Regions from separate parts of the Mus musculus genome. Here regions 2, 3, 4, 5, 6 and 7 are each linked to region 1. A link is a contact called in public Hi-C, HiChIP or PLAC-seq, Micro-C and promoter capture Hi-C data. All regions are on one chromosome and are shown on one strand. The core of a region is the stretch at or near the end of the contact, and the rest is flanking DNA. Distances in the headings are between cores, read along the strand shown. Region 1 holds the start of Klc1 (kinesin light chain 1). Region 2 holds the start of 4921507G05Rik (RIKEN cDNA 4921507G05 gene). Region 3 holds the start of Akt1 (thymoma viral proto-oncogene 1). Region 4 holds the start of Siva1 (SIVA1, apoptosis-inducing factor). Region 5 holds the start of Adssl1 (adenylosuccinate synthetase like 1). Region 6 has its middle 24 kb from the start of Gm40584. Region 7 holds the start of Traf3 (TNF receptor-associated factor 3).

Region 1 (3,500 bases), core at 475-2,974:
TGAACAGATATTTATATATCTTTCAAAGATTCATATTCATGTATGTGCGGGTGTGCCCATGTATGCAGGTGTCACAGAGGCCAGAAGAGGTCCACAGGTACAGTGGAGCTGGAGTTAGAGGCTACTGTGGGCATTCACCCAATGTGCCTGCTGGAAACAGAACTCCAGTCCCCTGAAAGATCAGCAAGCATTCTTAACCGTTAGCCCCTGAAAGGATAGATGTCTCTTTATTTCTCCATGGGAAGTCACACAACAGTCTAGGCAGGGGGATGTTGAACTGGGTGTGGCAGAGAAAACTAAAGGACAGGTGAGGGCAGCTAGGGACAGGGTAAAGTGACCTTAGTACAACTAGGTCCTGTGGCCTTTGTAGACCAAGCTAAGGAGTTTTATGCTCATGCTGAGAGTGATGTATGTCTGCAGCAGGGTTGATTAGCTTGGTCTTTCCTCCTCCCCAACACAGCAGGGGTGCTCCTGTCTCAAGATTTAATGGAGTGTTCTACGCTGGTTCCGTGGTCCTGTTCTTTCCTGTGTGTGTCAGCACAATTTTCTGACCTTGGAGTTTGGGTCATGTGCCACTCCCTCACCACTCTGCCTGCAATTTTACTGTTTTCAACAAGTCAGATTCTGTTTGAGCTTGTTTTTTCTCATTGGAATGGGAGCTGGCCAGCAGACACCATCTGCCACTTTATGTACCTGGGTCTTCCTGTGAGAACCTTGGGAACTTAGTGGATATCAGTTGAAGGGGCAAAAGAACGAGATGATAAAGCTTGAACAAAGCAATGGCAGGGACAGATGAAACAAAAAAGCCCTTTGCTTGCTGAAGAAGTGTGTGCATATACAGGACTCGGAGGGGCAGTGATTGACCCATGGGAAAGAAATGGGCTCCCGCTTAGCCTACTCTTTTCTTTCCAACACCACCTGGGCAGGGGCCGTCATATGCTTTGTTCAGATGTATGGCAGTGGCTGAAGAGCCGGCGACACCCAACATCCAAGCAGCAGTTTGTGTGCTGGGGCAAGTGAAGCCTGCAGTAAAGACTGAACCCACAGCCTCTCCTTAGGCCAACATGGGCTGCTGCGCTCCCCACGGGAGCTGCCCCTTTATTGGCCAGCCTTTGAATTTTCTAGGAGGTCAAAGTAACTGGATCTGCTTGTTAAGATCAAAAGCACCTGCCTCCCTGATGTTGGTAGGTATAAGTGCAGGGTGGAGGACCGCAGCAGGTTCTGGGCAATACCATCAGAAGAGGGAAGCGTTTCCCAAGGTGGGGAGGCTGTGGGCATTCGCAACCCCTCCCCGTTAGTAATACAACCGCGCCATTCTGGAAACGTCTAAAGGCACCTGGAGGGTTCCCAAGCCGGTGGCAGGCAAGCTCGGCCTTGCCACTGACTCAGCGTCCCCTCCAACCCGCTGCTGAGTCAGGCCTGCAGTTGGGGTGCCAGGCGGCTGTGCGAGGCTCAGGAGCAACCTGAGCTGGCAAGCCTGCCCTTTGGGCCAGGCTGGAGGTCGAGCGAGAGCTGCGGCCAGGAGCGAGCCGCAGAGGGTGGGTCCTGGCCGCCTGGCGATCTTCCCGTCCTCCACGGGTGGAGGCGCGGCGAGGGAAGCCTCCCGGTCTGAGGCCACCACACACAGATTAGAGAGGCTCCTGGAGAGCTCCGGGCTGCGGACCCCAGCCTCAGTTTCCCCTGAGCCCCGCCCGGCGGCGCGAGGGCGGGTGACGTCACGGCGCACAGCATTGTGGGGCGGGCGCGGCGCCGGCGACGCCATTTTCGGCGGCGGAGGGTGGCGCGAGGCTGCGGAGCGCGGGTCAGGGTGAGGATGCTGCGGGGCGGCTGCGGAGGCGCCGCTTGCTGCTGAGGCGGCTGGGCTCTGCGCGGCCTCGGCCTGTGACAGCGCGACGAGCGCGACTCTCCCGATCGGACGGTGAGTGCGCGGCCTGGTCCCCGCCCCGCCCCGGGCTCCGCGCGGCTGGTGCGCAGTGCTCCAGACGCGGCCGCGACCCCTTCCCGCCTGCATCCTCCGGGCTGAGGCTTCTGGACCTTTCCGTCCACCGCCGCATCTGCACCCGGCCCTTCCAGGCTGCGATTTTGCTCCTCCGCCCGAACCCAGTCCCCTCCCTGGCCTTTCCATCCCTGTCTGCACCCTGGGGTTCCCTCTCCTCTCCGCTCCGTCCGCGCCCCTCCGTGCTCCGGTCTCTTGTCACCTCTGCCTGCGCGCCAGTAGTCTGCGGTCCTTGTCCTCTCTCAGCCTGTGCACATCCAGCAGGGGTTTCTGTCCTTTCTCCGCCTGCGCCTTTCTAGGCTCGGGTCTCTTGTCACCTCTCTGCGCTCCTCCAATCTGCGGTCCTTGTCCCTGTCTACCTGCGCCCCTGCTTTGGGTCCCTTCCCTGTCACTGGCTGCGCCCCTCCTGGCTGGGGTCTTTGTCGTCATCTCTCTGCCTGTACATCCAGGCTGAGGCTCTTCTCCCTTCCCTTCCTGTTCTGGTTCGGGTCCTGTCCTATCTCTGCCTGTCCCTCTCTGAGTTGAGGTCCTTGTCCCTTCTTCGTCCGTGACCCTCTAGGTTTGGGGCTCAGCTCTCTCTGCCTGCACTCTAGACTTCTGTTCCTGCCCCTTCTCTTCCACTCCCCTCCTGTGTCCCTCAGGCTTCTGTCCCATCTGTGTTCAGGGCCCCGCCCTGACTCGGGCCTCGGGGCGGGGGCGGCCTTCCAATGGCAGCTGTGGGCTTAAGGGACCCAAAGCCTGTCTGCTGAGGTCCTGAAGAGGTGGTGGTGGTGGTAGTGTGTGTGTTGGGGGTCAGCCGACTGGCTTTGTCTCAGGCCTCCCCGCCCTTCTAGCCCCCACCTCTCCCCGGCACCGCCCTGGGTGGCGTGCTGTCATGCTGTGGTCCATGGCCAGTGGCCAGCCAGTCTCTTTCTTTCAGTGGCCGGGTGTGGAATCTCCCTGTGACCTGAATGTGCCCGGCCTGGAGTGCTTTTCCTTGTTACATGTGGAGCCCCCTTCCCGTAAAAAAAAATTAAGGTGTTAATAAAGTAATATTAATATGTGACCGAGTGGATGGCATTATAATGAAGTTTGCAGGCCGTTTCCAGCTGTGTTGTGTTGGAATTGCTACTACCTGCTACTGTTATGTTATTGGTGATCTGGTGTACTTGCAAAAATGATGTCTTTAAAAAGCATGAGAACAAGAAATTTATATACCATTTAAACTGCTATGTTTTTGATTCTTTGCATTACTTAAATTCCAAGGCTCTTTATACGGTATGACAAAGCCTTAGGTCAGAATTAGCCTGGAATGCTTTGTAATAGGACAGTGAAACCCCATTAGGAAACTCGATCAACCTTGAGTCTCCTAAGCATGCCATAGTTAGGGATCTTCTACATGGAGGCCTATAGGCCTCAGTTGTGGTAGGAAATTTGACTTACTGTTCTTTGCAGTAAGTATTTGTAAGAATGCAATGATTCTATTTAAAATTCCACAGTGTGCGGTATGTGGGAGGGCGGGCCC
Region 2 (3,500 bases), core at 691-3,190, 920 kb before region 1:
CTCCACCTCCAGAGCGGATGCTCTTAACTTTACCCTGGGACACCTTGCCACTCACTATGCAAATGACTTACAAGGCAAAGGAGGAGGACAGGAAAACTGGCTAAACCTGGGTGTTACCAAAACTTTGGCCACAATCCACTTTCTGGAGGCCTAGGGTGGTGATGGTGCACGCCTTTAATTCCAGCACTTGAGAGGCAGAAACAGGCTAATCTCTGAATTCTAGGCCAGCCTGGTCCACAGAGCTAGTTCTAGGGTAGCTTTGGCTACAAAGGGAAACCCTGTCTTGAAAAACCAAAATGAGCCGGGCGGTGGTGGCGCATGCATTTAATCCCAGCACTTGGGATGCAGGGGCAGGCAGATTTCTGAGTTTGAGGCTAGCCTTGTCTCTCTCTCTCTCTCTCTCTCTCTCTCTCTCTATATATATATATATATATATATATATATATATATAAAACTTAAATTTTTTTAAATTAATATTTTGCATATATAATTTGCATTTTATGATGTGTCTATTTTTTAACTTTTCTTAAATTTTTTTTTGTTTTTGTTTTTCTCCTCTTTAAGTGTGTCTATAGGATCTGTGGTGAGAGAGAGAATACTAGAGAGAAGGGTGTGGAGGGAGAGAGAAGATACCATAGCTGGGGTGAGAGGAACACCTGTAGTAGTGTCTGTGGTGTTTAGCACTGCATATGCCTGAACTTCGAGCTCTTTGGGAATCTCTTATCTCTGCTCCCATCTCACCATAGGCATGCTGGGATTGCAGGTGCATGCTACTGCATCAGATTTTGTTTTTGTTTTTTTTTGTTTTTTTTTTGAGACAGTTTCTGTCTAGTAGGCTTGGCTATCCTGAAATTTGTTATACTGATCAGGCTGGCCTCAAACTCATGGAAATTCAACTGCCTCTGCCTCTAAGTGAGGGGAATGAATGCGCCCGTCACTCCCCTCAAGACCACATTAATCTTCCTTAAAGGGAGTGACACAGTGACACAAGACTGAAGGGTGAATGAGATGACTTATTTTTTAAATGTTATGTCATTTATGGTACATAGAAATTACTGCACTGCAATTAAAATGTAGTGTCAATTTGATATTGTAACTACAGAGAACACAATCTAATCACGGTAAGAGACTACACTTCTGGCTACACTATCACAGGCAATCATAACCGTATATCTATGAAAATCAAACAGCGGTCCCAACAAAACCGACTTGTCTAGTCGCATTTGGACTCCAGGTTACCCACAAACCCGGCACTAAGTCCAGTTTTCCAGTCCTTCTATTTTCTAGAAAGACTGCCTCATCTCCCAACTTCTAAGCAACCGTTTTACATTCCGCTAAAAGGATGCTTTCAGAACCACAACTGTTTAACTCAGAAAGTAAGATAGGCGGCCCAGCGTCCCTCTCGAACGCGGTTTAAGCCGCCGTCCCGCAGGGGCGGGGAGCCACCGTGTGAGCGCTCAGAGCCGACGGCCAATGTCTTGAGATTTCAGATGCGATCCGACAAACGAACGAACGAACGAACGAACGAATGAGCGAGTGAATGAACGAAATGACACAACTCCTCAAACTCCAGCAGAACCCGCTGCCTAGCCCCGGGTACCTGCGGCGCCGCCCCGCAGGCCCCGGGGACCCTCAGCCCTTCTCCGGCCCCACTCACTCTTCATCCTGAACGCGGATGACGCCGTCAGCCCCTGGACGGCCCCGGACCGAAAAGAAAAGAGGAGACTGTGGTACCGGCCTTCTCCCTTCCAGAGGTGGCTTCCGGCTCGAGGACCTTCGCGGTGGTCCCTGGCTGGGGAGCGTTAGGATCCGGCCGCCATATTGTATTCCTGTCGCCTTAGCAACCGCCAGACCCTTAGGAGGGAGGGGCGTTCCGGAGACATGCGTATACGCATGCGCAAAGGAGAGGGTTTAAAAACCGCTGGCCCGTTCACGCATGCGCGGTGCAGCCTGCCGCCTCGGTTCGGTCGCTACGCAACCTCTCGCCGCTTTAAATTTAAGTATAATTTCTTACCTAGTGAGTAGGCGACCTTGGTGGGACTGACTCTTCCCAGCTCTCCCGAGAATGTAACGATGTTGAACCAGACGAGAACAATTTCCTTGAGCTTTAACTGCCTGTAACACTAGTTGGAGCCTGTTCTTGACAACACCTACAGTTGAGCATCAAAGCAGCCTGATAGCTACTGCTGTGTAATTTGTAAGTTTTACTGCTTAATTCAACAAACATTTACTTTGCTAAAAGTAGTGTTGCACGCATTGGAGATATAATGAAAAGCGACCTAGACGAGATCCCTAAATTCTTGTTACTGTAAAGTGAGGTTGAAAAATTCTCACCCCATGCATTTAAATTCAAAAAGAAAAAAAGGGGAAAAAAAAGTCATGTGGGTTGTCTAAAAATAAACTGCATTTAAATTCAATAAAGAAAGAAAGAAAAAGAAAAATCCTTACCCAAGTGGTCGCAGTGAAGACTAAATGAGATGTCCCTGGTGCCCCACCCAATTCCTAGGGGCTTTTGCCTAAGGCTTGACAGGGTCTGTCACACTGCAAGTGCTTAATAAATGTTTGTCCAAAAGCCAGGGGAATCAGCACCTGTCACCTCTGTATCATTCTTATCTGTCTAGGGGCAAGCCTGATTTTAAGCATTGAGGATTCAGGACAAACTTTACCCTTTGACCCAGTTAAACAGGCAGATGGGAGAAGTGTTTTTGCTGACTTGGGCAATAGAAACCATATATCCTGTTGTTGGAGTCCCAAGATGATAAAGAGCTTTGTCAGGGGCACCTCCTGGTGGATCACTGAACCCAGACACCAGCCCATGGCTTCTGACTCCCTGTGTTTCTGTGCCCAGAAGAAGTTGGGCGCAAAGGGTTTCAACGTGTACATATTTTATGGAGGGTGTGTTTCAAACTGGCCCCTGGAACAACTGATGTGTTTTAGCAAATTAGAAGTAACATCTGGGGCTGGCGAGATGACTCAGTGGTTAAGAGCACCAACTGATCTTCCAAAGGTCCTGAGTTCAAACCCCAGCAACCACATGGTGGCTCACAACCATCCATAACGAAATCTGATGCCCTCTTCTGGAGTATCTGAGGACAGCTACAGTGTACTTACTGTAATATAATAAGTAAATAAATACATAATAAATAAACAAATAAATAAATAGAAAAATAGAAGTAACATCTGAAAAGCCCTTCTGTTTGTCTATTTTTCTTTCTTTTTTTTTTTTTGTCTAACAGTTTTCATATGCACACATTGGGAGTGAAACATTTAAATTATTTTCATTTCCCTATTTGTTTTCTGTTTCTCCATCTCACCCCAAGCCCAGAATTCACAAGCAGGACTTCGGTTTCTCTATGGAAAATGTTCTGCCTTCCTGTGACTGTGTGTTCCAGAGCTCTATGTCAAAATTTAAAAATGTGAAGAGGAAGATAAAAGCTAGAACTCAGTGACTGAGCTCGATCACCAGCCGCTGCAGAGGGGAGAGGAAGGACAAGCTTAGA
Region 3 (3,500 bases), core at 614-3,113, 920 kb after region 1:
ATCCGGGAGCCCACAAACAGGGCAGGTAACACACAAGGGTCCTGCAGCGGCCAACTAGCTAGCCTGTGCAAAGCAAAGGGTGCCAGCTCACCTCGCAAAGATCCCCCCGCCCCCCAATTGCTTCTCTTCCAGAGGGACACCTAGGTATCCTTCAAATATCCCCAAGTCTGGACATTCTGGGAAAGTGCACCTGAACAGCCCTTGACCAGCAAGCCTGTGTTGTCCCTCCACCTGGAGTTCATGTGGACAATCCCCAGGAAAAGACTGGAAGGCCGCCGTGGAATAGATCCCAACTAGGGTCTACTACAGCTGACTGGCAACCCCCTATGTCATCTCTCTAGCCCAGAAGACACAAGCTGGCACCCAGAGTCTCTGTCACTTTGCCTTGTATGAAGCTAAATGTGGAACAAAAGGGAGGCCGGCTGCTATGTGTCAAATGCCAAATGCCAAAGTAGGAAAGACCACACCTGGCCCAAGAAGGAAAGAGCCCTTCCCTCAGCAAGCAGGTGGCGACTAAAAGCCAGAACGAAAAAGATAAGCCAAGAAGAAATCCCAGCTCAGTGACTGTCAGAGTGGGTGTGGCCTGGAGGCAGAGGGCTGTACTGCAAGATCTCTCTCGGTGGATGTCCCCTACCCCCACCCAGCCCCAAGGTCTGCTGATGACAGTCAGCTGTCCAGAGCCGTGTAAAAATAAATTCATACACACGGAGTGAAGAAACACAGCCATGTTAACGCCAATGTCCACATCAAGCCGACTTAAGCATGGGACACTCTTCCCACCATGCCATGCCGTAAGGGCATATGGTTGCTATTGTTAAGTCTTAAGAGTTCAGCCCCTCTGGGACACTGGCCCGTGAGCCACACGCCCAGCTGGGGCCCCACCAAGGCGACTCGCCCTTCACTTTAGTGATGGCTCTAGGCAGTCAAGGCTAGCCACCTGGAGCAAGACCAGGGGCCTGGGGGAAGGAGGAGTTTGGCCACACAGCAGAGGCCCAAGGTTCCACCACCGCCCAACTTAGAAACCAGTCCTCTTTAGACAATTCCATCAGCTCAGCCAGTATCCCGGATCCGGGAGACCGAGTCCACGCCGTCCTCAAGGCCCCCCCCCCCCCCGGCACCTCCAGAAACCACCTAGTCCAGGAAGCAGCTTCCGGGCCCAGGAGGGTTAGCAGTCCTTTGTGGGCTAGCCTGGGCACTGTGCCACCGCGCACAACTTTCTGTCCGTGGGAAATGAGTTCTCCTTCCCAGGGCCCTCCCACCGCACGCAGGCCGCGGGGCGAGCCTTTCTCCTACCCTCGCTGGCCGAGTGCCCGGGCAGCCCCAGGCCCCAGGGCGCACCGGCCCCCACTGCGCACACCAACAGCGCCCCTCTCCCGCGACCTGGCCCCGTGGAGCGGCCACCCAAGGTCACGCAGCGGCCGCCCGCACCCTCGCCGGCGTGGGCCTCCTGCGCGACCAGCCCGGCCCCGCGCGCTCCCCGCCCAGGCCTCCGCTCGGCCACTTCCTGCTCCTACTCCGAGGCGCGGCGCGGCCGGGAACAAAGCGGGGTGGCCGCGGCCCGGAACAGGGCGCGGCGCGGGCACTCACCGGGCCGCCGCGTGCGGGCGACTGGGCCTAGCCGGGCCGCGGCCTCGGGCGCCCGCCGCTCCGCATCCCGCGGGCGGGCGCTGGGCGGGGCCGGCTGAAGGCAGCGGCGTCCGGGCGCGCGCTGCTGGCCGGATCTGGGCCGCCGCGGTGCCGGCCACAGGACGCTGCTCGGTCCGCTCCGCTGGTCCCGGACTCGCGTGCGCTGCCGCGCTGGGCCGGCCGCCCGCCGACTCGGTGCTGCCGCCGCCGCCGCCGGCCCGCCTTCTCCCCGCCCCGCGCCCGCGCCGCCCGCCCACATCCGCCTCCGCCGCCCCGGGCGCCCCCGGCGCGGCCCGCGGCCAGGGCGAGGCACCCCGTGAGCGCGAGCGCGGCCCCGCAGGCGCCGCCCTCGGGTGGCCCCGAGCCAGGGCCACGCGGGTAACGGAGCCCCGCCGCAGATCCAGAGCTCCAGCTCTGGTCTGGGTTTCCCGGTTTGTGGGACCTGGCCCTTCCCTGCCTAGCTCTCCAGACCCCAAGGAGGGAGGCCAGCGTGGGAAGTGAATCAGTTTGACTCTCAAGAGGCCCAACTGTCCCCATCTTGGGAGCCGGGAGAGACCGGTCACCGGTGTCCTAAAGGCCAGCCAACACAAGAAAGAAGGCTATTGAGGGCTCATCCAACCCAGTACTGCCTGCCACAGCAACTGATAAGGACTCCCCAGGTGACAGGGAGGACGGGAGCACACCTGGACACCCAGAGGGGGCAGATTCAGGGGTAGGACTCAGTCAGCCAAGACCTTGCTGTGGACTCAGATGGGTGAGGCTTGGGGGGCGGTTCCTTATGGTGTCCCGGAATTGAAGAGTCAAGGTGGTTCCTGCCTCTTATCCATCCTCAGTCCTTCCCCCTTCGGCCAGCCTCAGCAGTTCCTGCGCAGGGCCCCTCCCTCGTCCCAGAAGCCCGACTTGATAGTAACCCTTTTGTGAATTTACCTTCATGTGTTTGGTATTTTTAACCAGGGGGCATTTTTTGTTTTTCATACAAGGGTCAGAGTTCACCAGGAGTGTAAACAAGAGGGTAGATTTAGTAGTCCACGCTATCGCCCAGGATGGAAATCGGAGCTCCTTCTCGGGCTCCTGGGGCTGACCTGGGAAGCACACCCCACTCCCGGAGAAGAACTCACTCTCCTCTCAGCCACGCCCCATACCCTTCAGACGGGGATGGGGATGGGGGGCTCTGTTCTGTGCCCTATCTGCTGCACAGCTGCCCCAGCTCAGAGAGCCTCCAGGGCGCTAAGTCAGAGGCTCAGCAGCAGTTCTGTTCTGCTCCAGCAGTATCCCTGACCCTGAGAGTGGCCTTCAGAGGCTGAGAGTCACACAAATATCCATCACTCGCCCAGCAAACCTTCACCCCAGGCCCCCAACTCCTCCTCTCCTACTTCCCCCATCCCGTTGCTACACAGTTAGAGCCAGCAGGGCGCCCTCTTGTGGAACACAGCAATTTCTGGCTGTTCTCTAGTGACCCTTCTCACTCGGATGCTCTTCCTGGAAGCCACTGTTGGAGACAGCTCCTACCTGTGGTGAGCCCTGTTTCTATGCAGTAACCAGTCCCGCCTCCCTTCTTTGTGTCTCTATCTTCCCCCGAGTCCGGAGTGGGTTGGGGGATAGGCGACTCCTTCTGGGTCCACACTTTGGCAACACCTCTTTGGGCCTCCTAGACAGAGCCACAAGGTGAGTAAGGTCCGCCTTACTGAGACTTGCCACTGGCCTGCTCTGCAGCCATGCTCTCCAACAAAAACTGGTCCCGGGGGCTGGCGAGATGGCTCAGCGGGTAAGATGACTGCTCTTCCGAAGGTCCTGAGTTCAAATCCCAGCAACCACGTGGTGGCTCACAACCACCCGTAATGAGATCTGACGCCCCCTTCTGGTGCGTCTGAAGA
Region 4 (3,500 bases), core at 419-2,918, 890 kb after region 1:
ATTCAAAGGCAGAGAGGAGAAGATTGGCTTCTAGACAGTTAGGACTAGGGTAATAAAGCCCACACCCACAGTGACACACTTACTCAGACAAGGCCACACCTCCTAATAGTGCCAACCCCTGGGCCCAGCATATACAAACCACAGCCATCCTGACCTTATTACCCTTCAATCATGACGTCATCTGAGGACGGAGCCTTCAACACTTCATATTCATACTAGAACGGGAGTCAGGCCCAGTGGAACCCCATGGCGCTTGTACAGACTGCACTAGGAAGTGCGGATTCTGGGAGGAAAAAGTCCATTATCTTAACATGAACAACAGCCTTCTTAGTGGTGGTTCCTGGGACAGGTCGCTGGATTTAAGCCATGCAGTAGGGGACAAACGCATGACTCCACACAGAGGTATCATCCATTCTGCACAGTTCTACAACCGGGGAAACCACCATTTGGGGGTGGGGGTGGGGGTGGGGAAGCACAGCAGTCAGTAGTCACTGGACCCTATTGTCCTATTTAGAATTGTGCTCCTTCTTTATGTCGAAGGCCTAACTCCCAAGAGTCAGAGTGTGATTGTATCTGGATACAGTTTTTTGTTCGGTATTTTGAGACTGGGTCTCTCTACCTAGCCCAGGCTGGCCTCCAACTCACAGAGATCAGCCTGCCTCTGCTTTCTGAGAGCTGGGATTAAAGGTGTGAGCCAACACACAGGGCTGGTGGATATAGTCTTAAAGAGTTAAAACAGGGTCCTTAGGGCAGAACTTAATTCAAAGTACTGGGTGTTATTATGAGATGAGGACACACACACACATCCAGTAAGGACACAAAAGTTTTTATTTGTAGATTCTGGAAGACAGAAGCCTGCAGAGAACCTGACACTTTGATCAGAGACTTCCATTCTACAAAGTCTGGAGAATTAACGGGTGCTGTGTGTACACTCCGGGTCTCCTGTACTCCAAGATGAGCACAAAACTTAATGCACCCGAATAACTGACGTTCCGATTGTGTAGAAATAGAAGGACTGAGAAACCCCTCAGCATCACTGTTTTGCCTGTTCAACATGTTAGAAGACACCACAATATTTTTAAATCCTGACCAGCGGACCCGCAGGTGACGCCATAAACCCTCAGGCTCCCTGCCCAAGATCAGACCTAAGGGAACACAAGAGGAACTCGTAGGGGAAGATGGGTGCCCGTATCCACTAAGATCAGGAGCTGGGACAAAACCCGCCACCCTACTGTTTGATACTGATATCTCACCTATCACCTATCACCGTTGCTTAGCGACAACAGAGCCTTCAGGCTTTTCGCGCGCTGAGCCCCGCCCTCGATCTCGTGCTGGTTTATGCAGAGCCCCTTAGCACACGAGTCCCGCCCCCAACGTAGCATCCCGCTAATCCCGCGCCCCACCCCAGAGCCCCGCCTCTTAGTTCCCGGCCTATCCTGAGCTGTGACATAAACTAGCCCCGCCCCAACACAACCCCCCCCCCCCTCGGCCTATCCCGTGCCACGCCTTGCGCAGACCTCACCTCGCCGCGCCAGCGCCCTTGGCCTTTTCCCGCGCCCTGCATTCCAGCCACTGCCTCCCTCAGCCTATCCCTCGCCGTTAACTGCGTAAGTCCCGCCCCCGACGTCACTCCGGCCTATCCCGCGCAGCGGGGCCCGTTTGAGGCGAGCCCCCAGCCTTTCTCCGGCCTATTGGGCGCCGCGCCCTCGTCGGCTCGGGCCTCCGCCGCGGTCCGAGGGCGCCGTGACGTGTGCTCGGCGCGCGGCGCGCTGCGCGCTGCTGAAGGCTGTGTCTGGTACCCGCTACCATGCCCAAGCGGAGCTGCCCGTTCGCAGACGCAGCCCCGCTCCAACTCAAAGTCCACGTGGGCCTGAAAGAGCTGAGCCACGGTGTGTTCGCCGAGCGCTACTCACGCGAGGTCTTCGGTGAGTGTGGACTTCCGTGGGTAGAGCGCGCTACGCCGCGCAGGGCAGCGGGAGACCGCGGGAGCGTCCCGAGCGCTCACGGTGGATGCTGCTTCAGGCGGCTCCCGGAGAAATCCGAGTCGGACCCGAGTGCTGCCGAGCGGACTAGCCTAGCGCGGGACCGACGCGGGGACTGGGTTCGAGTGGGCGTGATGGCGTAGACTGCCCTGAGCCCTCGCAAGTGGCCTTTGTAGCGGATGGATGTTGCTGAGCATTGCCTTGCAGTGATGGCTTTCTGGGGCAGGTGTAACGCAGTGTACCGTAGCTTGGCGCAGTTTGCGGCCGTATAACTTTGAGCGGTGCCGCTGCGCCTTTGGAATGTGCGGGAAAACAAACTCCCTACGCAGCCCCAGTATTTGTCCTTTCCCTCTCTGTACTCTGGGAATGCAAACTCAAGTGCTGAGACGCAGGGGCGATGCGTGAAGGGACAGGACTGAGCTGCAAAGAGTGTGCCTCCCCCCACGCCCCCCAGTCTAGACATGGCCTGGCGTCGTGGCTTGTTTTTTGACGCCAGCACTCAGAAGGGAAAGGCATGGGCTTTATGGTGAGATGTCTTAAAACAGCAATAACAATGCAAACACGGCCCAGAAAATGCCTCAGCTGGTTAAAGTGCAGTCTATGCAAGCCTGGACATGAGTCAGGTCCCAAGAACATACAGTAGGAGAGAATTCCTGAAAGTTGTCTTCCGACCACACTCATAGTAACTAAATAGCCAAGTAAATTAATTTTTTTTAAATGTAAGCATGCAGTTGAAAAGAAGGCCTAAGTGTTAATTGGAACCTAACAGCCTGGCTCTACCCTTCTGAGGACTTGTGTGTTGGAGCATTTGCCAGGCCACTCAGAGCCAGCCAGTCAGGAAGGGGTGCAGGGCTCTAGCGAGTTTTATAGTACACACAGTTTACCAAAACCCCAGCCCACACTCTGGACTCTGCTGGACCAGGAGGCCTTAAGGAGAAAATTGCTCTCATAATGGAATGTGGGTTTGAGCCCCACCTGTGTTAAGAGTACCCCTCCAGGAACTCTTCCCATTTCTTGTTTTTCAGACAGGCTTTCACCGTGTATCTTAGCCTGGCCTTGAACTTAAGTAATTCTGTCTTAAAGTAGGAGGCAACTGAGCTGGGAATAGCCACTCTCTTTGAGTTTTTGTTTGCTTCCAGTGTCACAGAGAGGTCCCTGGGTCGTGGGAGTGAGTATTTCTAGAACTCGCAACAGTGTTTCCCTTTAGGGCTCCCTGGGCCTGAAGCCCGAAAGGAAGCAATCCACTGTTATAGGTGTGAGCAGCCAGTTACCCGGGGTTGGTGGGTGGCAGGGCTGGAACATCTGGGAGGTCTTTGTCAGGGGGTTGTTGTCATTGTCCCTTTAGTAAAGTTGTTCACTGGCCTGGCAATGGTTGTAGGTGCTGTTCTAAACTCGTGTCTGTTTTCTGCCTCCTTGGGACACTTGCTTTTGGGAATGAATGGTTCTGAGCCAGAGCTTTCTCTGGCACTGAGACAAGCTTACAGGAGGAGGACTGGGAGTGCAAAGAGGGCACCAACC
Region 5 (3,500 bases), core at 698-3,197, 860 kb after region 1:
TTGTCTGTGTGGCGGTGTCTCTTGATAACCCAGAGGGAACCATAGGTGGCGCTGTGCCTGCGTGCCCTCCCTCTAAGCCTATGCAAAGCTTAGCAGAAGTCACTTGTCTGAGGTCACACAGCTGCAAAGCCAGACTCCCCCCAAACTTAGCAGCTGCTACACTGCCCACCATCCCGGGCTGGGCTCACTGAGGGGGTGGGGGTGCTAATTCCGGCTGAGCCTTGTGACTGGCAGGGTCCCAGCTGTTGAGCCTGAGTGAAGCTGTTTTTAGAAAAGCCCTCCCCGTTCTATGTGGGCCCTTGGCTATTTATAGTCTCAGGCTTAGAAGCCTCAGTGCCCAGGACCCGTCTAAGCCCCCATAGTAGGTCCCTCTGAACCCTAAATACCTCTCACCAAGAACCCCTGGTTCCCCCCAGGAAAGGGAGCCAGGATTCCTTTCAGGCTTGCAGCAACACCTCCCAAGGGGACAAGGGCAAGCATTAAAGTGACCTGACCAAAGTGACATTCAACACTGGCATTCTTAAAGCATAATCTTTCTCACCTGGAGAAAAAGTTCATTGACCTGTGTAACATTCTGCCAGCCTCTCTCCTCCCTCAGTCCTCAGAAGCTGCTGTGCCCCCTACCCTTCCTCCTGTGACAACCCCCCCCATATTCTCCTGTTTACCCCTTGTCTCCGTTCCTGCATCAGCCTTCTCTGCCTGCTTTGCCTTCTGAGCACACCTTCCTGAAAGACCTTATCAGGGATTTCTGCCTGTCCCAGCCACTGCTCAGGAGATCTTGGCCTGAACCACTAACTCTAGATGCCACGTCTACTCGCTTGCCCCCTCCCCACTGTGGCACTGAGTGAGGTAGAGAAGGATATTGTAATCTGCACACAAAGACTGTAAGGCTCTTCTAAGAAGTAGTGTCCAGATCCGAGGCCCTGACTGCTTCAGCCATAGCAACTGAAGAGAGTGTCTATGTCCCTATGTGAAACAGAAGACACAGACCACCATGACCTGCACAGCCAGGGAGGGTAGCAGCAGTGTGGCTGAGGCTGACTGGGAATAGCCTCTCTTCCCCAAGCTGGGGGAGGGGGGGTGTCAGTCCCCCAGAGGGTGTGTCTAGTCTCACTGGTCTTGTGACAGTCCTGCGAACTGCCCCCAGGACAACTAGGAGCCTGACTGCTCTGTGAACCTGTCCCAGGGGTCAGTTAGCACACCCTGGAAGGACACGCACCAGTGGGGGGCTGGGGGGAGCATGCCACACAGGCCTCCCAGCCTCAGGACTTTCCCTTGTCCCTGTTTCCAGTCTGGACTGAGTGGCAGAAACCATCGACCCCGAGGTCTCTTGGAAAGTTGAATCCTCCTCTGCTCCTGTGTCCCTCAAGTTGCTCTGACCCCGAGCGGATGTGGGTACTTCATCTTACACTTGGCGCTGGGCTAGTAGCTAGCTACAGCCACCCAAGAGCTGCATATCCTGGGCCAGCAGGGGTGACTATGTGGCCTGGTGGAGAGAGATCGTCTTAGTTAAGGTGACTTTCTGGGCGGCTCTCAGGAGAACCGTTCCTGGTCCTGGACTCGAGGTTCAAGACGGGAAAACAGGTGATCCCGCAGGCAGATCCTCCAGATTAACGGCAAAGAAACATCTGTGGTTCTGCTTTTGTTAACCGCTCTCTTGCCCCGGAAAAAGCAGCCTCCTCCGCTGTTTGTGCAACCCCAAACCCTAGTCCTAGCAGGCCAGTGGGCAGGGGTAGAGTCCGGGTCGTGCAGCACTGGCACCTCTCACGTCCTAGGGTGTTCTGAGTCATCTGCTTGCCCAAGTCGTGTCGGGGCGTCTAGCACCCTAAGTGCGCGCCATCTGCAGCGACAGCGGCAGGGACAGGGAGCTGTGGCCGCAGGTCACCGAGGTGCGTCACCGCGTGCGCAGGACCCGCCCCCGGCCCGCCCCCCTCTCTAGGCGTCCGCATTTAATGGAGCGAGAGCTCTGGCGGCGGCGGGCTCTCGCTTGGCCCAGAGCAGCAGAGGAGCTAAGCCAGCATGTCCGGGACCCGAGCCTCCAACGACCGGCCCCCCGGCACAGGCGGAGTCAAGAGGGGGCGGCTGCAGCAGGAGGCGGCGGCGACAGGCTCCCGCGTGACCGTGGTGCTGGGCGCGCAGTGGGGGGACGAGGGCAAAGGCAAGGTGGTGGACCTGCTGGCCACGGACGCCGACATCGTCAGTCGCTGCCAGGTGCGGGCCAGGCGCCGAGTCCCTCCCTAACCTGCCCAGCGAGCCTCTCCCCTTCCCCGGGATCCGGACGAACCCCTTCCTCCTGTGCCCTGAGTGGGTCACAGCCTTTTGGATTCCTCCCTCCCAGGAGTACCTTCCCCACTGCCTAAGTCCTCCTTCCCACACACACCCTCTCACACAAAGCTCTTGGCCTCCCACCACCCACCCACCTCCTCCCCAGGGCAATGGCAGGAGCCCGAGCTAAAAATATAAGTCGCTGAGTTGAGGACATGGGATCCTCAGGGGTAGGGCGTTCCAGGGCGGTGATGGTGGGCCCTCCAGTGGGGAAAGCCCCAACGGGGTGGGTCGAGGTACCCTAAGATGCAGCAAAGGGTGAGAGCTGCTTTCTGAGAAGGGGGGTGTCCTCGGCGAGTCAGCCAGGCAGAGACAGGATGAAGATAGGTTTCTAACCTAGAGGAACGCAGGGTCAGGAGCCTAAAGCAGAGTTCAAAGGGGTCTGGCTGACATGGAGAAAGGAGGAGTCACAGATTTCCCGGGCAGGGTGTGACCCGGTGGCTGGTAGTGCTCAGAGAAGGCCAGAGACAGTCTTTGTGCCCTTGGCCAGCTGCAAAGTGCTCTGAGCACCCACATTTGTTCTGACTGACTCTGGACAGCGGGTGGGTACTCTCCTAGGGCTAGCTGCCTGCTCTCCTTAAGTCTCTGTGGTGTTGAGCTGCAGCTAACAGCCACACTGCCTCTGCGGTGCCATCCTCAGCACAGAGGGCTCGGTTTGAGGGAAGATACTCTGTGATACTGGGTTTGGAGCCACACTTATGGCTGCTGACCCAAATGAAGGTGGGAACACCTGCTGGAGTTCTGTCTCCCTGGTTCTGTGGCTTTCTTGCTGAGTTCCCGAGGACTCCTAGGAGGCCTCCGGAGGCATAGCTTGGTTCCCTGGGCCACATTTGCCCAGCTGGGGATGAGGATTTCTGGAAACTCTCTTAAGAATGAGGAGCTACCCTGCTCTCTCACCCTGTTCACCCCTCTCCCTTGAAGTCTCTAGGTCCTAAGGACAGACCTTGGGCCTCCTAAGCCCTACACCTTGCATGCATTGTCCAGCTATGTGTATGTAACTGGGATTTACTCCCAGCGGTCTGGAGTCCTGCTCTCCAGCGACCCAGCACCAAAGCCCCCACCCTTCCTCAGAGCCGTTTGCTCCTGTGGCGCCTACAGTCTTTCCACACAACTTGCTGGGTTTGGTCAGCACTGTCAGGGGTGAGCCTCGATGGTCCCAGGCTCCGTCTCCTTCT
Region 6 (3,500 bases), core at 501-3,000, 800 kb after region 1:
AATGGTGTCAGCGTTTGGAGGCTGATTATGGGATGGATCCCCGGGTATGGCAGTCTCTAGATGGTCCATCCTTTCATCTCATGGCGCTGAGTTTTGAAAGAGTCCCAGTGGCCCTCTCTTCCAGCTGCAGGCAGATCCGGTTAAGCTACTTCTCCAGCACCAAGTCTAACTACATTTTGCCATGCTCCCTGCCATAATGATAATGGACTAAAACTCAAAGTGTAAGCAAGCCCAAATTAAATGCTTTCTTTTTTAAGTGTTGCCAAGTTCGTGGTATCTCGTCACGGGCTTAGCACACTGGGCCCAACAGGAAGAAAGGGCTTATGAGCCTTACACTTAAACATCATCCACCATCACTGAAGTCCGTCAGGACAGGAACTCAAGCAGGGCAGGAACCTGGAGGCAGAGCTGGTGCAGAGGCCTCAAGCTGTGCTGCTTACTGGCTCGCTTCGCAGGACTTGCTCAGCCTGCTTTCTTATAGAACCCAGAACCACCAGCCCAAGGAAGGACCACCCTCCATAGGCTGAGCCCGCCCACATCAGTCCCAAAGGGGTGGGGGGGGGGGGAAGCTCTACGGCTGGATCTTACGGAGATATTTTCTCAGTTAAAGTTTCCTCCTCTCAGATAACTCTAGTTTATGTCAAGCTGACATTAAAAACTACCCAGCACACACTTACACAAAAGATAATTATAAATAAATGCTAAAAATACAAATTCCCATTGAAATGAAAAACTCAGCTGCATGTGGTGGCATGCACCTATAATTCCAGCCCTTTGGAGATTGACACAGAGATCTGACTAGCTTCAAGACTAGTTTGGACCTCTGCTCAAAACAAAAAACGTCAAACTTAGTTTCCATCTCATGTTCGTTAGGATGAAAATGGTCAAGCATACCCTAAAGTGAACGAGCTGTGGTGGCGCACCCCTTTAATCCCAGAACTCTGGAGGCAGAGGCAGGTGGATCTCTGTGAGTTCAAGGTCAGCCTGGTCTAGAGAGTGAGTTCCAGGCTGGCTGGTGTCGTATAATGAGGTGCTATCTCAGAAGAAAGCATCCTAAAACAACAAAGGGTAGAGGGGACTGTTGGTGGGAATAATGGCGTGCAAGCTTCCAAAAACAAAGTAGCAATTAACGGTATATACCCTGTGAGCAAGCAGATAAACTGAAGAAACTGCAGGCAGGGCCCAGGGCAGATACAGAGTCTCACAGCAGGTCAGGAGCCACAAGGGACAATGGTTCTGGTGTCTCCCTGGGGAGGGGACTTCAGTCTACAGAGGAAGGAAACCCTTCCCCTCTACACTTTGAACTTGAGCCCAGGCATTCCCACAGAGAGAGGACGGAGGATAGGCTTGTAGGGCTGAGGGGCAGGGTGCCAGCGAGCTGGGAAACAGGTTACCAGTGGGGGCTGAGGGATAGGAAGCCAATGGGGCTGAGGGGCAGCAAGCCAGTGGAGGAGGGGCGCTGAGAAGCAGGGAATTGTGGGGTTGAGGGTCAGGGTGCCACTGAGGGGGAACTTCCAGTGGGGCAGGGAGGCTAAAGGTCAGGGCACCAGTGGAGCTAGGAGACAGGGAGCTAGGATGCCTAGGTGCATCGCTTCAGTCCCGAGCTGTCCTCCTTAGATCCTTTCTGTCCCTCCAGGCCCCTGTGCCCCCCTGCCAGTGCCCTTACTGCCTCAGTCTTCAGCTTCGCCTCTGAGAAGGGAAAAACAGGTCTCCAGTCCAGCCAAAGCAACAGTGAAACCGGGGAGGAGTTGAACTCTGTCCCTGAACAAGTTACACAAGCTGAAAGCACCTTCCTCTCCCTGAGGCCCTGGGCCAGGAGGTGAGCGTGCTGAATATTCTTAAGTCACTATTAATAACGATAATCCTTCATTGTAAGCTTCCACTTATTATTTATTCTCCTGTTAAATACAGCTACAATCTTAGTGCCTAAGGCCATGTCACTCCCAGGTAACAGATGTTAGGCCCTTCTCTCGCACCCTGGATGTCTCGATCTGTCAGGCAGCAGCCCCTGCTTTGAGTACTCCACAGATACCTGGAGGGAGCCACCCTGCAAACAGCAGCTGCTTGCTACTGAAGCACAAGGCAGCTTCAGGGGACTGCTGGGCCAGCCATCACAAAGCTGGCTGAACTCTTGTTGACAGGACTGTCATTTTCACCCTGGCCAGAGGGAGAGTACTTCCTCAGCTGACCCAGCACAGGGACTTCTGTAATTGGTGGAAGTGTGCAGGTGGAAGTGTGCAATCTGGGATCAGTGCAAACAGAGTGCAGTGCATGGAAGGCTGCTGTGATGGTATACTGAGACCTGCACCCCTGCTCTAGACTGGAGGCTCCCTCATTATGCTGCCCCCTGGTGTTGCAGCATTAGACCTTATAGAAGCCATCACTCAAGTGATGAGAAAATCAGTCTCTCTAATGAAGAATTCCAAACATTCAGGGAGACTCTGGAAATGGAACATGGCTCGCAGTAGGGAGTGAAAGCCCGGAACAGGTCAGCAGCAGAGGATGACCACATGCTGGAGTCACCTGATCAAGGTCAACTGTAGCGTGAATGATTCTGTGTGCTTGGCCCTTTAAAGGATCCCCAGTAGCTAGTCAACTGGCTCTTTGGGAGTGCTTAAGCCATTGGAACTGCTTGACCCTGTTGGCTGCCTCTTGGACTTCTGGGAACTGGAGAGGATAAAAAAGGCAGCAGAGCCTGGAATCGGAGTAGGATCCAGGCGGCAAAAGAGTGGGGTCAGAAAAGACAGTAGGAGCAAAAAGAAGAGCAACTAGGGCAAGAGGGGAGGGGAGGGGAGGGGAGGAGAGGAGAGGAGAGGAGAGGAGAGGAGAGGAGAGGAGAGGAGAGGAGAGGAGAGGAGAGGAGAGGAGAGGAGAGGAGAGGAGAGGAGAGGAGAGGAGAGGAGAGGAGAGGAGAGGAGAGGAGAGGAGATTGCTTAATCAGTAAAAATAGGGATGGTTAAGGCAGGAGGAGCTGCGGGGGGGGGGGGGCTGCGGGCGTGGTGGCGCTCACCTTTAATCTCAGCAGAGGCAGGCGGATTTCTGAGTTCAAGGCTAGCCTGGTCTACAAAGTGAGTTCCGGGACAGCCGGGAATACACAGAGAAACCCTGTCTCGAAAATCAAAAAAAAAAAAAAAGACAGGAGGAGCTGAGCTGAATCAGAGACGGTATTGTTAGAAGAACCCAGGAGGAACCCACAAAGAAGAAAAGCCTCTCTCAACACTGACTGTAGCCTCACAGCCACAGTCTCACAGTACAAGCTCTGTGGTGACTCCCCTCCTCCCCTCTTGGTGGACATGCCATGCAGGGGACATCACACACCAGCTGTGCAGGACTTTTCTAAGCTGCCAGTCACAAAAACCATAAGGAACTGTCTCCACCTAGAAACTCTGAGGAGACATGACAATGAAATATCACATGGCACCTCACGGATGAAGGATGAGCTGTAGTTGGCAGTAGGTCAACAGGTTCCTAAGCAGTGACAGGTGGCATTTGGGGACACT
Region 7 (3,500 bases), core at 326-2,825, 590 kb before region 1:
TGGAGCTGCTAAATGGGAGAAGAAGGGCTCGGGGTGGGGGAGCAGCAGCTGGTCTCACCCGTAGAGAGCTCCACGCGGCTGGACTCTACCCACTCATTCTGAAGAAGGCTTACTAGTGCTTTGGCAGAGAATAAAAGGAGCCACGCAGCCATAGGAAGCCCCACGCACAGGTCTTTGTACCTTCTGCCTGGTGGCTTATTTGAAAAGAGTCCAAATAGTGCAGCCTAGAGAAGGAAGCCTTTCTGGATTTGGGCAGTTTTCCTTGTGCCGTGAAAGGCGTGTGAGAAAGGTGCCCTGGACAGGGCTGGGGTCGAACAGTAGAGGTCTGAGAACACGGTTAAAGAAGGCAGGGGCACTCTGAGCATTCCGGGCCATTAAAGACACCCACGAGGGGAAAGGGGCTAATAGTGAGCTCCAGGGTCCTCATAGATGGGACTGTCGTTCTAGCACTGTTGCCTTGGGGAACCCTGGATCTGACCTGACTCTGAACTCAGAACTGTGGCCTGTGGCCCAGATGAGGGCGCCACTGGCCTAGCTGAGCCTGGCTAGCAAGGCCTATGTGGGCTCTCGAACAGGCACCTGTTGGGCTACTGCATTCAGAGATGTCCTGTCAGACTATCCAGGCTTCTAGAACATTCCATGAGGTAAGCTGGACAGAAGATGCTGGACTTCCTGCGCAGCCTGGTCACACTGGTCTCCGTTCCAGCCTAGGATCCGACAAACTTTATTGAGAAGGGATGTGTGAGCTTCCAGATGACTTGGAAACAATCATGGCCTCTTTGCTCAAGTGTCTGAACTTTGTAAGGATAGACCCCCATTTGCTCCCATCTTGCCATGGCAGTAGGGACATCTGGTGGGGCCCTGTGACCATGAGACAGCAAGATGAAGCTGCTGGAGAAATGGGTGTCCCTGGCTTAGAGAAGTACCCAGGACAAATTGGCCACCCTGTCCACACAGGGCAGATCCACTTCGGGTGGGTATGTAGGGAGCCGAGGAGGACTCTGCTAAACCCCTAGAGCTGGGTCAGATGGTACCAGACCCGCCTGTGAGCATACGAGGGGCATGTGTGAGGGTGGCATGGCTGTGTGCTAATGTGGACTGTGAGACCTGCCCGCCTGCCTGTGAACTCTGTCGGTGAAGATGTGTGTTCTTGGACAGGAGACACTAGGAACGAACTCTGCACGCGTGTCAATGGGCGCCCGCGAGTGAGTGTCTTCTACAGGTGCAAGGACCTGAGTGCCCGAGTAGGCGAGACTGTTGGGCCGCCCGTCGAGGTGGCAAGGCGAGGAACCTTCCTTGCTTCCCCTCCGCTCGACTGGCTTTTTGACCCGGAAAGACCGGGACGCGGGCGGGGCGCGAGGGCGCGCGCGCGCGCGCGGAGGGGCCAGGGCCCTGAGGGCCTGGGGCGCGCGCCGCCGTTGCTAAGGCCGGCGGCGAGCGCGGGGCCGAGGGTCCCTAGCAACGGGCGCGGGCGCGCGCCAGCCGAAGGGGATGAGGGGGGGGGCGGGGAGGCGCGCGCGGGCGGCGGGGGCGGGCGCGCTGGGGCGCGCGCCCAGGCGGCCCGCGGGGATTTCCAGCGCGCGAGAGGAAGTGCCAGCGCGAGGGTGCGTGAGGCGGCGCGGCCGGCGGCCGCCGCGTGCGCGAGCCGGGTTGCAGCCCAGCAGGGACTTTCCAGCCGGCGGCGGCGGCGGCGGCCGCCGGCCCTTCCCCGCCCCCCGACATGGGGCTGCCCGGGGAGCTGGACGCTGCAGAAGGCGGCGGAGGATGCGCGCGGCGCCCCTGAGCCGGCCGAACGGGCGGGCCTCGGGGTAAGGTCGCGGGCCGGGGGCGGCGGGCGGCGGGGCGGCGGGCGGCTCCATCCCGGCGGCGGCCCCGGGCCCGGCGGGTCCTTCGCTGCCAGGCCCGGCCGCCTCACCGTCTGCGGTGCGGCCCGCCCGCCGCCCCAACTTTGGAAACTTTGTGTGTGCGGCCAGCTCCGGGCCCGAGGCGCCGGCGCTCCGGGCAGACGGGGCAGGCAGGCCTCGAGCCCTGGGTGCCCGCCCCGAGGGGTGCCGAGCCGTCAGCATCTCCGAGGCCCGGGGCTTTGGCGCGGTGCGGAGCGGCGGAGACAGGGTGCCCGCATAGATGAGCGTGCTCGCCCTGGCTGGTGGAGGTGGGTTTTTGAGCCATTATTTAAAAGTTTATACTGAGTCATTGCTCTGCAGATGAATGACTGATTCATAGTCGGAGAGCTGCAGAGAGGCTGGAAGGCAGGCGGTTCTGGGATCCAGCTGGGGCCGAATGCACACCTTCCACCTTCGATTAACACCAAAGGTCAGAGTGGGCTCCCCACGGGCGAGCCATTAAAACGATCCTTGCCGCGGGGCTTGCAGGTTTTGGAGGCGCCAGGCTATGGCTCATGTACGTTTCGCCACGTTTCTACACTGTCATCACCACCGGTTGGGGACCCGGGTATCAGGATTAGACCTTTAGAGAGAATTCTGCGTGGACAATTCTTTACCTTTAATTTAAAACGGCAACAACATGCAAATGGGTGAAGTGTTGTGGACGTGCTCTGAAATCGAAGAAGCATTCAGATTAATGATCGGTTGAAGGAACTGATTTTATTTTCACGGCTTTTGTACTGAGCTTTGACTCAGTTTTGAGAATGAAATAGAAGGGTGTGTGTGTGTGTTACGTACACACATTTGTAAGTATGCTCTTTTTTTGTGGAGTCTTAAAGGGTTTATCGAGTGTTGTATTGTCATCTTAATTTACATTCACAGCATACAACTGAAGAGGAGCCATAATTTTTTTTTTTTTGGTAGCATTTCTGTGACTAGATACACAAGTGAAATCTTTAGAAATGCTGTTTTGTATTGTGTGTAAAATGCTTATATGTAGAAATTGTTCAGGGGAACCCTCAGTCAGCTCTTAAAACCTTCTGGTGTTTTTCAGATCTTGGAAAATGGCCTGTTGAAAATACTGCATCATTGTAGGGTGTTTAGCAAAATAGTGTACAGCCATCCTTTACTTAAAGGAGAGGAAATGTTTCCCTTTTCGCCATATTGTGACATCTTATATATTAAGAACTAGTCTGAAGGTGAAAATTCTTTGGCCAGAGCAAATTGAAAACTGGGAAATTTATCACAGGAGTCAGAAAACCCTGTGTGTAGGGTCTGGTGATACATCCTGGCAGACCTTGGGGTCCAGCCTCACTGTTTGAAATCAGACCTTATCAGGGACAAGGTTTAAGATGTAAGGTGTCTCACCCAGACACCATCTGTTCCAGCTGTCACAATGCAGAAGTCGGGGAATCAAAAATCTGGCCAGGGAGAATTCCAGCATTTTTTAAACAAGACATTCATGTGAATTTTTCTGTGAGGGAAAAGAAAACCAATTTTTTTTTTTTTGGATGCTATCCATTCTTTTTGGAATTAATAAGATGGCCTCAGTGAGGAGGCTGCAGAGACATTCCGTTGGAAACAGGCAGTAGCAGCAGTCTGTTTCTGCTGCTCTTG

The links. Promoter capture Hi-C pulls out the DNA fragments that hold promoters and counts their contacts. Hi-C and Micro-C count contacts between places; a contact is called where the count stands out from the background. HiChIP or PLAC-seq counts read pairs in DNA pulled down with a chosen protein or histone mark.
Region 2: an HNF4G HiChIP or PLAC-seq map of pancreatic cancer cells shows a contact between it and region 1. The contact joins the promoter of 4921507G05Rik here to the promoter of Klc1 in region 1. A contact is called at or near these places in 2 of 115 datasets of contacts at active chromatin or transcription factors (bone marrow-derived macrophages and pancreatic cancer cells).
Region 3: a FOXA1 HiChIP or PLAC-seq map of pancreatic cancer cells shows a contact between it and region 1. The contact joins the promoter of Akt1 here to the promoter of Klc1 in region 1. A contact is called at or near these places in 2 of 39 promoter capture datasets (pre-B cells and stem cell-derived epiblast-like cells) and 3 of 115 datasets of contacts at active chromatin or transcription factors (extraembryonic endoderm stem cells, pancreatic cancer cells and trophoblast stem cells).
Region 4: a Hi-C map of B cells shows a contact between it and region 1, with 7 read pairs. The contact joins the promoter of Siva1 here to the promoter of Klc1 in region 1. A contact is called at or near these places in 1 of 39 promoter capture datasets (hippocampal neurons), 1 of 484 Hi-C or Micro-C datasets (B cells), 3 of 115 datasets of contacts at active chromatin or transcription factors (embryonic forebrain, large pre-B cells and pancreatic cancer cells) and 1 of 9 other capture datasets (embryonic stem cells).
Region 5: an H3K27ac HiChIP or PLAC-seq map of extraembryonic endoderm stem cells shows a contact between it and region 1, with 5 times the contacts expected there. The contact joins the promoter of Adssl1 here to the promoter of Klc1 in region 1. A contact is called at or near these places in 5 of 39 promoter capture datasets (the C10 cell line, hippocampal neurons, liver and 2 more) and 3 of 115 datasets of contacts at active chromatin or transcription factors (extraembryonic endoderm stem cells, pancreatic cancer cells and stem cell-derived neural progenitor cells).
Region 6: a contact with region 1 is called in a promoter capture Hi-C map of pre-B cells, with 2.2 times the contacts expected there. The contact joins the enhancer-like site here to the promoter of Klc1 in region 1. A contact is called at or near these places in 4 of 39 promoter capture datasets (the C10 cell line, embryonic stem cells, pre-B cells and 1 more), 2 of 484 Hi-C or Micro-C datasets (cerebral cortex and cortical neurons) and 4 of 115 datasets of contacts at active chromatin or transcription factors (astrocytes, embryonic forebrain, embryonic limb bud and 1 more).
Region 7: a Micro-C map of embryonic stem cells shows a contact between it and region 1, with 2.6 times the contacts expected there. The contact joins the promoter of Traf3 here to the promoter of Klc1 in region 1. A contact is called at or near these places in 1 of 39 promoter capture datasets (liver), 1 of 484 Hi-C or Micro-C datasets (embryonic stem cells) and 1 of 115 datasets of contacts at active chromatin or transcription factors (memory CD8 T cells).

Annotation. Positions count from the first base shown.
Region 1 is chr12:111,757,125-111,760,624 of GRCm38.p6, forward strand. It overlaps Klc1 (kinesin light chain 1), which reads left to right and starts at 1,725. Exons shown (of 16, transcript NM_001025360.2): 1 at 1,725-1,918.
Region 2 is chr12:110,839,089-110,842,588 of GRCm38.p6, forward strand. It overlaps 4921507G05Rik (RIKEN cDNA 4921507G05 gene), which reads left to right and starts at 1,941. Exons shown (of 2, transcript NR_152102.1): 1 at 1,941-2,197; 2 at 3,321-3,500. It overlaps Mok (MOK protein kinase), which reads right to left and starts at 1,851. Exons shown (of 12, transcript NM_011973.2): 1 at 1,658-1,851. The coding sequence starts at 1,664.
Region 3 is chr12:112,672,413-112,675,912 of GRCm38.p6, forward strand. Akt1 (thymoma viral proto-oncogene 1) reads right to left here and starts at 1,864. Exons shown (of 14, transcript NM_009652.3): 1 at 1,588-1,864. Gm30150 (a long non-coding RNA gene) reads left to right here and starts at 2,064. Exons shown (of 3, transcript XR_381988.3): 1 at 2,064-2,285; 2 at 2,607-3,140; 3 at 3,279-3,500.
Region 4 is chr12:112,643,160-112,646,659 of GRCm38.p6, forward strand. Siva1 (SIVA1, apoptosis-inducing factor) reads left to right here and starts at 1,669. Exons shown (of 4, transcript NM_013929.2): 1 at 1,669-1,925. The coding sequence starts at 1,808. Gm30101 (a long non-coding RNA gene) reads right to left here and starts at 1,608. Exons shown (of 3, transcript XR_381987.3): 1 at 1,523-1,608; 2 at 155-283.
Region 5 is chr12:112,618,100-112,621,599 of GRCm38.p6, forward strand. Adssl1 (adenylosuccinate synthetase like 1) reads left to right here and starts at 1,948. Exons shown (of 13, transcript NM_007421.2): 1 at 1,948-2,211. The coding sequence starts at 2,020.
Region 6 is chr12:112,558,066-112,561,565 of GRCm38.p6, forward strand. No RefSeq gene overlaps it. Among named protein-coding and RNA genes, the nearest start is that of Gm40584, 24 kb to the left of the region's middle. Within about 2 kb of position 1,751, at least 31 of the 459 cell types and tissues checked have an H3K27ac peak or open chromatin away from gene starts, as enhancers often do. A contact at or near this core is called in pre-B cells, where this site is marked.
Region 7 is chr12:111,164,795-111,168,294 of GRCm38.p6, forward strand. Traf3 (TNF receptor-associated factor 3) reads left to right here and starts at 1,576. Exons shown (of 12, transcript NM_011632.3): 1 at 1,576-1,808. All of the region lies in intron 2 of 4930595D18Rik (RIKEN cDNA 4930595D18 gene), which reads right to left.